Linked DNA regions of Mus musculus: regions 2 and 3 are each linked to region 1. Evidence: chromatin contacts called from public HiChIP or PLAC-seq data. All regions are on one chromosome and are shown on one strand. Each heading gives the region's core, a stretch centred on a gene start, on an enhancer-like site or on the middle of the called end of the contact. The rest is flanking DNA. Distances are from core to core; before and after follow the strand shown. Region 1 has its middle 26 kb from the start of Acp7. Region 2 holds the start of Fbxo27 (F-box protein 27). Region 3 holds the start of Fbxo17 (F-box protein 17).

Evidence for each region. HiChIP or PLAC-seq counts read pairs in DNA pulled down with a chosen protein or histone mark.
Region 2: an H3K27ac HiChIP or PLAC-seq map of embryonic stem cells shows a contact between it and region 1, with 9 read pairs. The contact joins the promoter of Fbxo27 here to the enhancer-like site in region 1. A contact is called at or near these places in 1 of 39 promoter capture datasets (macrophages), 8 of 484 Hi-C or Micro-C datasets (the AML12 cell line, embryonic stem cells, stem cell-derived epiblast-like cells and 1 more), 11 of 115 datasets of contacts at active chromatin or transcription factors (the SCID.adh cell line, T-cell acute lymphoblastic leukemia, double positive thymocytes and 3 more) and 3 of 9 other capture datasets (adipose tissue, liver and pancreatic islet).
Region 3: an H3K27ac HiChIP or PLAC-seq map of embryonic stem cells shows a contact between it and region 1, with 8 read pairs. The contact joins the promoter of Fbxo17 here to the enhancer-like site in region 1. A contact is called at or near these places in 21 of 39 promoter capture datasets (the 3T3-L1 cell line, 3T3-L1-derived adipocytes, the C10 cell line and 12 more), 3 of 15 datasets of contacts at CTCF or cohesin (the NIH/3T3 cell line, pro-B cells and stem cell-derived epiblast-like cells), 103 of 484 Hi-C or Micro-C datasets (the 63-12 cell line, the AML12 cell line, the BV-2 cell line and 54 more), 19 of 115 datasets of contacts at active chromatin or transcription factors (DN3 thymocytes, T-cell acute lymphoblastic leukemia, acute myeloid leukemia and 10 more) and 4 of 9 other capture datasets (adipose tissue, embryonic stem cells, liver and 1 more).

What each region holds. Positions count from the first base shown.
Region 1 is chr7:28,655,250-28,657,949 of GRCm38.p6, forward strand. No RefSeq gene overlaps it. Among named protein-coding and RNA genes, the nearest start is that of Acp7, 26 kb to the left of the region's middle. Within about 2 kb of position 1,337, at least 9 of the 459 cell types and tissues checked have an H3K27ac peak or open chromatin away from gene starts, as enhancers often do. A contact at or near this core is called in differentiating embryonic stem cells, embryonic stem cells and extraembryonic ectoderm, where this site is marked.
Region 2 is chr7:28,691,756-28,694,455 of GRCm38.p6, forward strand. Fbxo27 (F-box protein 27) reads left to right here and starts at 1,389. Exons shown (of 5, transcript NM_001163702.1): 1 at 1,389-1,895. The coding sequence starts at 1,541.
Region 3 is chr7:28,715,288-28,718,142 of GRCm38.p6, forward strand. It overlaps Fbxo17 (F-box protein 17), which reads left to right and starts at 1,503. Exons shown (of 7, transcript NM_015796.2): 1 at 1,503-1,751.

The DNA.
Region 1 (2,700 bases), core at 87-2,586:
CCTGAATGCTGGGATTAATCTCTTCTTTTTAGACAGGACCTCATTATGTATCCCAGGCTGGCTTGGAACTTGAGATCTTTGTCCCAAATGGACTCCTCTGACATGTAAGATAGATGGATAGATAGATGGATAGATGGATGAATAGATAGATAGATAGATAGATCAGACAGACAGATAGGAGATAGACATACCGTACCAGTTCTGCTCCTCTAGAGAACCCTAATGCAGGGAGGATCACAAGTTTGAAGTCAGCCTGGACTACAGAGATCTAAAAACACCCAGACAGGTGCTGGTGAGGCGCTTCAGCTCAGCAACCTGAGTTTAAACCCCAGGGCCCACAAGGTAAAAGAAGAGAACCAACTCTTGCAAGTTGTCCTCTACATCGGCATCTGGGTGCCACGGCACATGAGGCACTAACCAGCTACAGCCTGCACACAAAGCAGTGACTACAGTTGTCATCGTGCTTACCTGTCAGTTCCGTTGTGAAAGGGTTGTTTTTGTGTGTACATGAGTGTGTGCTGCTGGAATTGGAGCCGGGGGCTTCCTGCATACTAGGCAGGGGCTCTACCACTGAGCCACGCCCCCAGCCCCTCACTGGGGGATTCTAGGCAGGGGCTCTACCACTGAGCCACGCCCCCAGCCCATCACTGGGGGATTCCAGGCAGGGGCTCTACCACTGAGCCACGCCCCCAGCCCCTCACTAGTACATTTTAGATATAAGTGCCCTACAGCTGAGCCATGCTCCCATCCCTTAGTTTCATTGTTACCACTGTTAAGTCTCTCTCTCTCTCTCTCTCTCTCTCTCTCTCTCTGTGTGTGTGTGTGTGTGTGTGTGTGTGTGTGTGTGTGGTCACTGAGTCTCTTCAGGTTTCGCTTTTCTCCACAGTCTCTTTTGGAGACAAGGAAGTTGCTGTGTATCTCAGGCTATCCTCCTTAAACTCATTGAAATCCACTTCATCAGCCTGCCAAGTGTTGGAAATTGCAGGCATAGGTTAATCCACGGGGTCCTGAGGCTCTCTGTCAAGGCAAAGGGTTCTCAAAGCAGGGAGCAAACACTCTCAGGGTCCATACATGAAATCAATGGATTGAGTATTGGGGAGTCAATTTCAGTGGGGATCCAGTGTTACAGAAAACCTTATGAGAAAGCCAGAGGAATGCCCAACAATGACTCCCAGTCCTCAGTTTGGAGCAGAGAGTGGAGGATGTCCCATATCCCTTCAGCTATTTTCTCACTGAGCATGAGTGGCCCAGGAATTGGCAACTCCGTTCTAGCCAATGGAATCCATCAGAACCATTCTGGAGGGCCAGGCAGTGCAAGGAGCAGAAGAATGGTGGGTGTGTGGCCTGGAGCGCATCTAGTTAGCAGAGCAGAGGACAAAGGCAACATGGGACACCTGCTGTCCGGGTGCCTGCCACACCCTCATTCTTTGGGATGTGTGGATTGATTGATGGCCTTAACTGAGGGAAGGAGACAATAAGATAATGGGCAGCTGGCAGTGATAGCATCTCTTATTGGGAAATACCCGGGGTTTTAATCACAGGGCCCTAATTTTTTATTTTCATTTATATATTTTTAGGTTTATCCTATTTTTATCTATAAGTGTGCATGTGTTCTATGCCACAAGTGTGAATTCAGGCTTAACTTCTCCAGCCTCTATTTGTTTTTGTTTGTTTTTTGGTTTGGTTTTTTGAGACAGGGTTTCTCTGTGTAGCCCTGGCTGTCCTGGAACTCGCTTTGTAGACCAGGCTGGCCTCGAACTCAAAAATCCAACCACCTCTGCCTCCCAAGTGTTGGAATTAAAGGCCTGTGCCACCATGCCTGGCTTGTTTTTGTTATTGTTGTTATGACAGGATCTCACTGTAGCTCTTGGCTGCCTGGAAATCCCTAGATCAAACTGGCTGTGAACTCACAGAGATCCACCTGCCTCTGTCCTCTCTAGTGCTGGGATTAAAGGCATGTGCCATTCCCCACCCCAGCAATTTTTCTAATCTTTTGAGACAAAGTATCATTCTACACCCAGGCGGGCCTCAAACTTCCGGGATCTGCCGGCCTCCGCTTCCCACACGCTGGGATTACAGGTGTGTGCCATTGTCTCCAACTTGTTTTGTTTTATTTTTTCTTATTACTATGTAGCCAAGGCTCTCTTCAAAGTCACTGGGTAGCCTATGCCGGTCTTGAACTCACACTTCTGCCTCAGTCTCCCAAGGGCTTGGATTACAGGCATGCTCGCTATGACCTTTGATTGTAGGGTCTTGGAGAATAGCGCTGACCCACAGTAAAGATTTTTGGCTCCTTCTCTGTATTAGCCTGTGTATTGGCTAGTTTTTGTGTCAACTTGACACAGCTGGAGTTATCACAGAGAAAGGAGCTTCAGTTGAGGAAATGCCTCCATGAGATCCAACTGTAAGGCATTTTCTCAATTAGTGATCAAGGGGGCAAGGCCCCTTGTGGGTGGGACCATCTCTGGGCTGGTTGTCTTGGGTTCTATAAGAGAGCAGGCTGAGTAAGCCAGTAAAGAACATCCCTCCATGGCCTCTGCATCAGCTCCTGCTTTCTGACCTGCTTGAGTTCCAGTCCTGCATCCTTTGGTGATCAACAGCAGTATGGAAATGTAAGCCGAATAAACCCTTTCCTCCCCAACTTGCTTCTTGGTCATGATGTTTGTGCAGGAGTAGAAACCCTGACTAAGACAAATTGGT
Region 2 (2,700 bases), core at 139-2,638, 37 kb after region 1:
AAGGACCTGGGTTTAACTAGCATCACAGGTGCTCTCGACCACATGTAACTCCAGTTCCAGGGAATCCTGAAAATACCTCCTCTGACCTCCCCAGATACCAGGCACAAACATGGTGGAGACATAAATGCGGGCAAACCTCCATACACATAAAACTATTTTTTTTTTTTCGAGACAGGGTTTCTCTTTTAGCCCTGGCTGTCCTGGAATTCACTCTGGAGACCGGGTTGGCCTCAAACTCATAAATCCACCTGCCTCTGCCTCCCAAGTGCTGGGATTAAAGGCATGCGCCACCACTGCCCGACAGAGCTGGTCATAGTAATACATGTCTTTAGTCCCAGCACTCAGGAGGCAGAGGCAGGCAGGTCTCTCAGTTTGCGTACACAGTGAGTTCCAGGCTAGCCAGCCCTACAAAGTGAGACCCTGTCAAAAAAAAAAAAAAAAAAATCTGGAGCTAGACCCACTCACTAACACTACTAGTCACTTAGGAAGGTCACGGCCTCTAAGAGCCTCGGTTCCTTTTCTGTGTTAAGATGTTCGGGGAGCTGACGAGATGGCTCATTTCAAAGGTCCTGAGTTCAAATCCCAGCAACCACATGGTGGCTCACAACCATCCAGAATGAGATCCGATGCCCTCTTATGGTGTGTCTGAAGACAGCTACAGTATACTTATGTATAATAATAAATCTTTGGGTTGGAGCAAGCAGAGACTCAGCAGGTCGATCAGATCGAGCAGAACCTACCAGAGCAAGCAAGGCTGACCGGGGCAAGCAGAAGTTCTAAAAGTTCAGTTCCGGACAACCACATAAAGGCTCACAACCATCTGTACAGCTACAGTGTACTCACATACATAAGATAAATCTCTTTTTAAAATGTGCTAAGTTGCCGAAGTTCGAAACTGTAAGCTTCAGCTGATGCTTTCGATTAGCGGGGTCATTGTTGTCCTCTAGAGCCTGCTTTTTCTTGTAAATCGCGGATGACTGGATGATTGTCTGGGATTAAGGTCACGGACTGCACAAGGCGTTTAGGGGTGGAGCCTTCCACTTGGATGCCTACCCGAAATAATAGTTGTTACCAGATGCCAGGCGTCCACTGCGGATTTAGGGTCACTCCAAGTGTTGGATTGGTTGCTGAACCGCTAGGACTGTGCCAGAGCCCTGGCCTAATCTGTGTCCTCAGGTGGATTCCTAAACTGTCCACCAGTCCTAAGCCGGAAGGAGGTGGGGTCTGGATCCACAGGGCTGGACATTCGGCGAATCTCAGAGAGGTTTCGCCTGGGAAGGATAGTATTAGGCAAAGCTATAGCTATGCGGTCCTCCAGGCCGCGAAGGGGAGCTGGCAGGGGTGCCGGTGAGCACCAGCGGGCTGGGAGGAGGGTAGGCTTTGGGGACAGAGAGGCGGTAAGGGACGTGGGAGACAGTGGATGGCTTCGGGGATGTTAGTCTCGGGGTGGACGGCTGCAAAGCCTGGCAGCAGAGGCTGCTAATCACTAACATCTAACCCCTCTTCTCCTGCAGTCCCAGCCAAGCGGGGCGCGGGGACCATGGGTGCCTGGATATCCAGGACCCGGGTCCCGACGCCGGAGCCCGACCCCCAGGAGGTCCTGGACCTGAGCCGTCTGCCCCCGGAGCTGCTCCTGCTGGTACTGAGCCACGTGCCCCCGCGCACGCTGCTGATGCACTGCCGCCGAGTGTGCCGCGCCTGGCGCGCCCTGGTAGATGGCCAGGCCCTATGGTTGCTGCTGCTGGCCCGTGACCACAGCGCAGCGGGCCGCGCCCTGCTGACACTAGCCCGCCGCTGTCTGCCCCCTGCCCACGAAGACACGCCCTGCCCGCTGGGCCAATTCTGCGCACTGAGACCGCTAGGACGCAACCTCATCAGCAACCCCTGTGGCCAAGGTGAGGCGCTGAGAAGGCGGGGCCTAGAGGAAGCCTAGGGGCGGGACCAAGAGAGAACTGTAGCACAAAGGGCGGGGCCCCAAGAATGCTAATGGACAGAGCCAAGAAGGAATCCCCCGGAAGGTATTAAGGGCGGGGTCACGGGATATTTGTAGGCTGTGAGACCAGAAGGAAACCAGTGAGAGGATAGGGCGGAGTCACAAGGTATGAAATGGGCGGGGCCTAGAGTTAAACCAAGAGGCAGGTCTACAGATGTAGCAGAGGGAGGGGCTAGAAGTGGGGTCACACTTGACCCAGTTAGAGTAGCTGGAATCACCTGACCTACATAAGAGAGCGGTAGAGGGGACCAAACAGCATATCTTCTATCTGAGAGACAGGATGCACAGAGAGGCACCAAGAGCAATTAAAATCAACACATAAATATCTTTTGTTTCATTGGCTTTTACATTTTAACAATTTATTTTCGTCCCTGCGCCTGGAGTTTCAGGAGACTAAGCCTCATGGCTTGGGAGCTGGGAACTGACCCCAGGTCCTCTAGAAGAGCAGTTACAAATTTTTAAATTTTGTTAGTATATTTTGTTTTTGTTGTTGTTTTGCTTTTTGTTTTTGCGGGTTGGAAAGATAGCTCAGCGGCTAAGAGCTGCTCCTCCAAAGGACCTAAGCTCAGTTCCAAACACTCAAGTGGAGACTCACAACCATCTGTAACTCAAGTCTCAGGGAGACCACCCTTTCTTCTGGCCTCTGGAGAGAGGGCATATATACATAGTCTGCAGACATAAACTTTTAATTTTTTAAAATTATTTTG
Region 3 (2,855 bases), core at 253-2,752, 60 kb after region 1:
TTGGTGAAGTGCTTGCTGCACAGGGATGAGTATCTTAGTCTGGCTCCCTAACACGCTTATAAAAAGCAAAGTGTGGCCACATCAGTCACCACAGCCCTGACTCAGTGAAAGACAAAAGGATCCCTGGGACTTCCAGATTGTTTGAGAGACCCTGTTCCAGAAAAATAAAGTGTATGCCTAGCAAGATGGCTCAGTATATGACGGAGCCTGCCCGACACCCGAGTTCAATCCCCAGAACCCACCGCTGAAGGAAAGATGACCTCTGACCCACACACATGCAACGACACTCCCATGCATGTGTTGCACCTACACACAATAAAAACACATAAAAAAATAAATAAGTACATAGATAAATAATGAAAAGTGATTGACAAAGACCCTGGAAAAGACTGGAGAGATGGCTCAGTGGTTAAGAGCGTTGACTGTTTTTTTTACAGAGAACCTGAGTCTGGTTTCTGCAATAGCTCACAGCCATTTGTAACTCCAAGGCTCACAGCACCCCTGCCTGCCTCTGTGGATACTGCATGCATGTGGTTCACATAGGCACAGGAAGGCAAACACTCATATACATTGTCTTGGTTAGGGTTTCTATTGCTACAATGAAACACCGTTACCAAAAAACAAGTTGGGGAGGAAAGAGCTTATTTGGCTCATACTTCCACATTGCTGTTCATTATTGAAAGAAGTCAGGACAGGAACCCAGACAGAACAGGGACCTGGAGGCAGGAGATGATGCAGAAGCAGTGGAAGGTTGCTCCTTATGGCTTGCTCAGCCTGCTTTCTTATACAACCCAGGACTACCAGTCCAGGGACAGCACCGCTCATAATGGGTTGCTCCCCCCCCCCAATCAATCACTAATTGAGAAAATGCCCTACAGCTGGATCTCATGGAGACATTTTCTTAACGGAGGCCCCTTCCTCCCCGATGACTCTTAGTTGTGTCAAGTTAACACACAAAACCACCCAGTACACACACAAAATGAAAATAAATAATACATCTAAAATAATAACAATAGCTGAGAAGTACTGTTATCTGCCTTGGAGCCTATCACTCAAGAGGCAGAGGCAGGGGGATCTTTGTGAGTTTCAGGCCAGCCTGATCTACATAGTGTTCCTGGATAGCTACATAGTGGGTGGGAGATGGGTGGTGGTGGTAGTGAATATATAAGTAAATAAATAAATTTAAGGAGTCATGGGGGGGGGGCGTCGCTGATCTTCCTGGAGGGGAAGGGTTCGCTTAAGCTGAACAGCTGAGTAGCGATTGCTGCGGAGCCCGCGTGTTGAACGGTTCTGCTAAAGACGGATTCTGCTTCCAAGAACCGATCCTGTCTCTGCTTTCATTCTCTGGTTTCAAATCTGCGGTCAGAGCCACAGCTGAGCCTTTCGCTAGGGACCAAAGAATTTACCCTGACGACGGTGTTAGGAAAAGCTGCCTGGGGCGGAAGAGTGGGGCGGGGCGGGTCTCAGGGAAGGGGGCAGGGGAGGTGCCCGGGGTGTCCACCAGGGGATTGGCAGCCACGTTTCAGGGACAGGCGGCCTAGCTCGGCGGCCCTGGGCCGGGCTCACTCAGGCTGCAACGTTGCCCGGTGGCCCCGGGATCCTGAGCATAGAAGAAGACGGTCCACTAGGACCCCAGATCACGGGGCTGACTTCCCGGACCTCGGGTTACTCTTCGACTGCCTCCAGCGCCGGGTAGGGATTGGATCTTCCCCGCCAACTCAGAGCAGGCCGCCCGGTGAGCTCCCGGACAGGTACGGACCTGGGATGGGACTCGAGGGTCGTGTCCAAACCAGCGGCTGGAGCAGTCTGGAGAATGGAGGAGTCTCTCCACTGGCTCTGTGTGCCCCTCCCCGCCCCCAACCCACCCCACCCCAGGGACGCAGTCTCCAGGAGTCTGTACATCGTTTCCCAGACTCTTCCCTTATGCAGTGCACTCTTACACTGAGCTAGCTGTACACGTGCAAGTTGCAAAGCTACAAGTCCCACTGAGAAGACTTTACATTCCGTGTGTGTGTGTGTGTGTGTGTGTGTGTGTGTGTGTGTGGTTTTTCTTTTTCTTTTCTTTTGTACCTCTGACTGGCCTTGCTATGTAGCCCAGCCTGGCCTTGTACTCAGAGATCCCCCTGCCTCTTCCTCTTCAGTACTGGGACTAAACCCGTGCGCAGCCACACCCTACTATTTTTTACTAACATTTAAGATAGCATACAAAGTAGTGGGCTTCATTTCCCACGTTTCATACATACTTTGTTTTTATGGAACTAGGTCTACCGGGTCGATGGTGGCAGGAAAAAGTGCCTGCCGCCAAGCCTCCTGGTGATTCTCAAGACTCAGAGTTAAAGGCGAGAATGGAGACCCACGTGTTGTCCTCTGACCCACACACTAACACGCATACACATCAAACACTTGCGCAACAATAACATCTTACTTTTTATTTAAAATCAAATTTAAAAAAAAAAAAGAAGAAAAGGTTCTCCCAGCACCCCCTCTCGCAGCTCTACCCATGTCCCAAATAGCCAACCGAAAAGGGGGAAAAGAAATAGCCAGCCCAGACCAACATGTAGGCCCTGGGCCGCGGCTGGATCACTCTGGCTGGCAGCCCCTTTGCAGAATGCGTGCTTCAGGGTCTCAGGCTGTTTCCTGACTTAGCTACATTGATGCATTTCAGCTGTGTTTATTCCTTTCCGTGTAACGTTTGTTCTTCTGAGTTCATTTCTTCAGTTTATTCCACTCCCTGTCTTGGAAGTATAAATAACACAAATCTGATTTTAGTGGTTTGTTTTGTTTTGTTTTGTTCTGTTTTTCGCCAGTAGCCCTGGCGGTCCTGGAACTCGTTCTGTAGACCAGGCTGGCCTCGA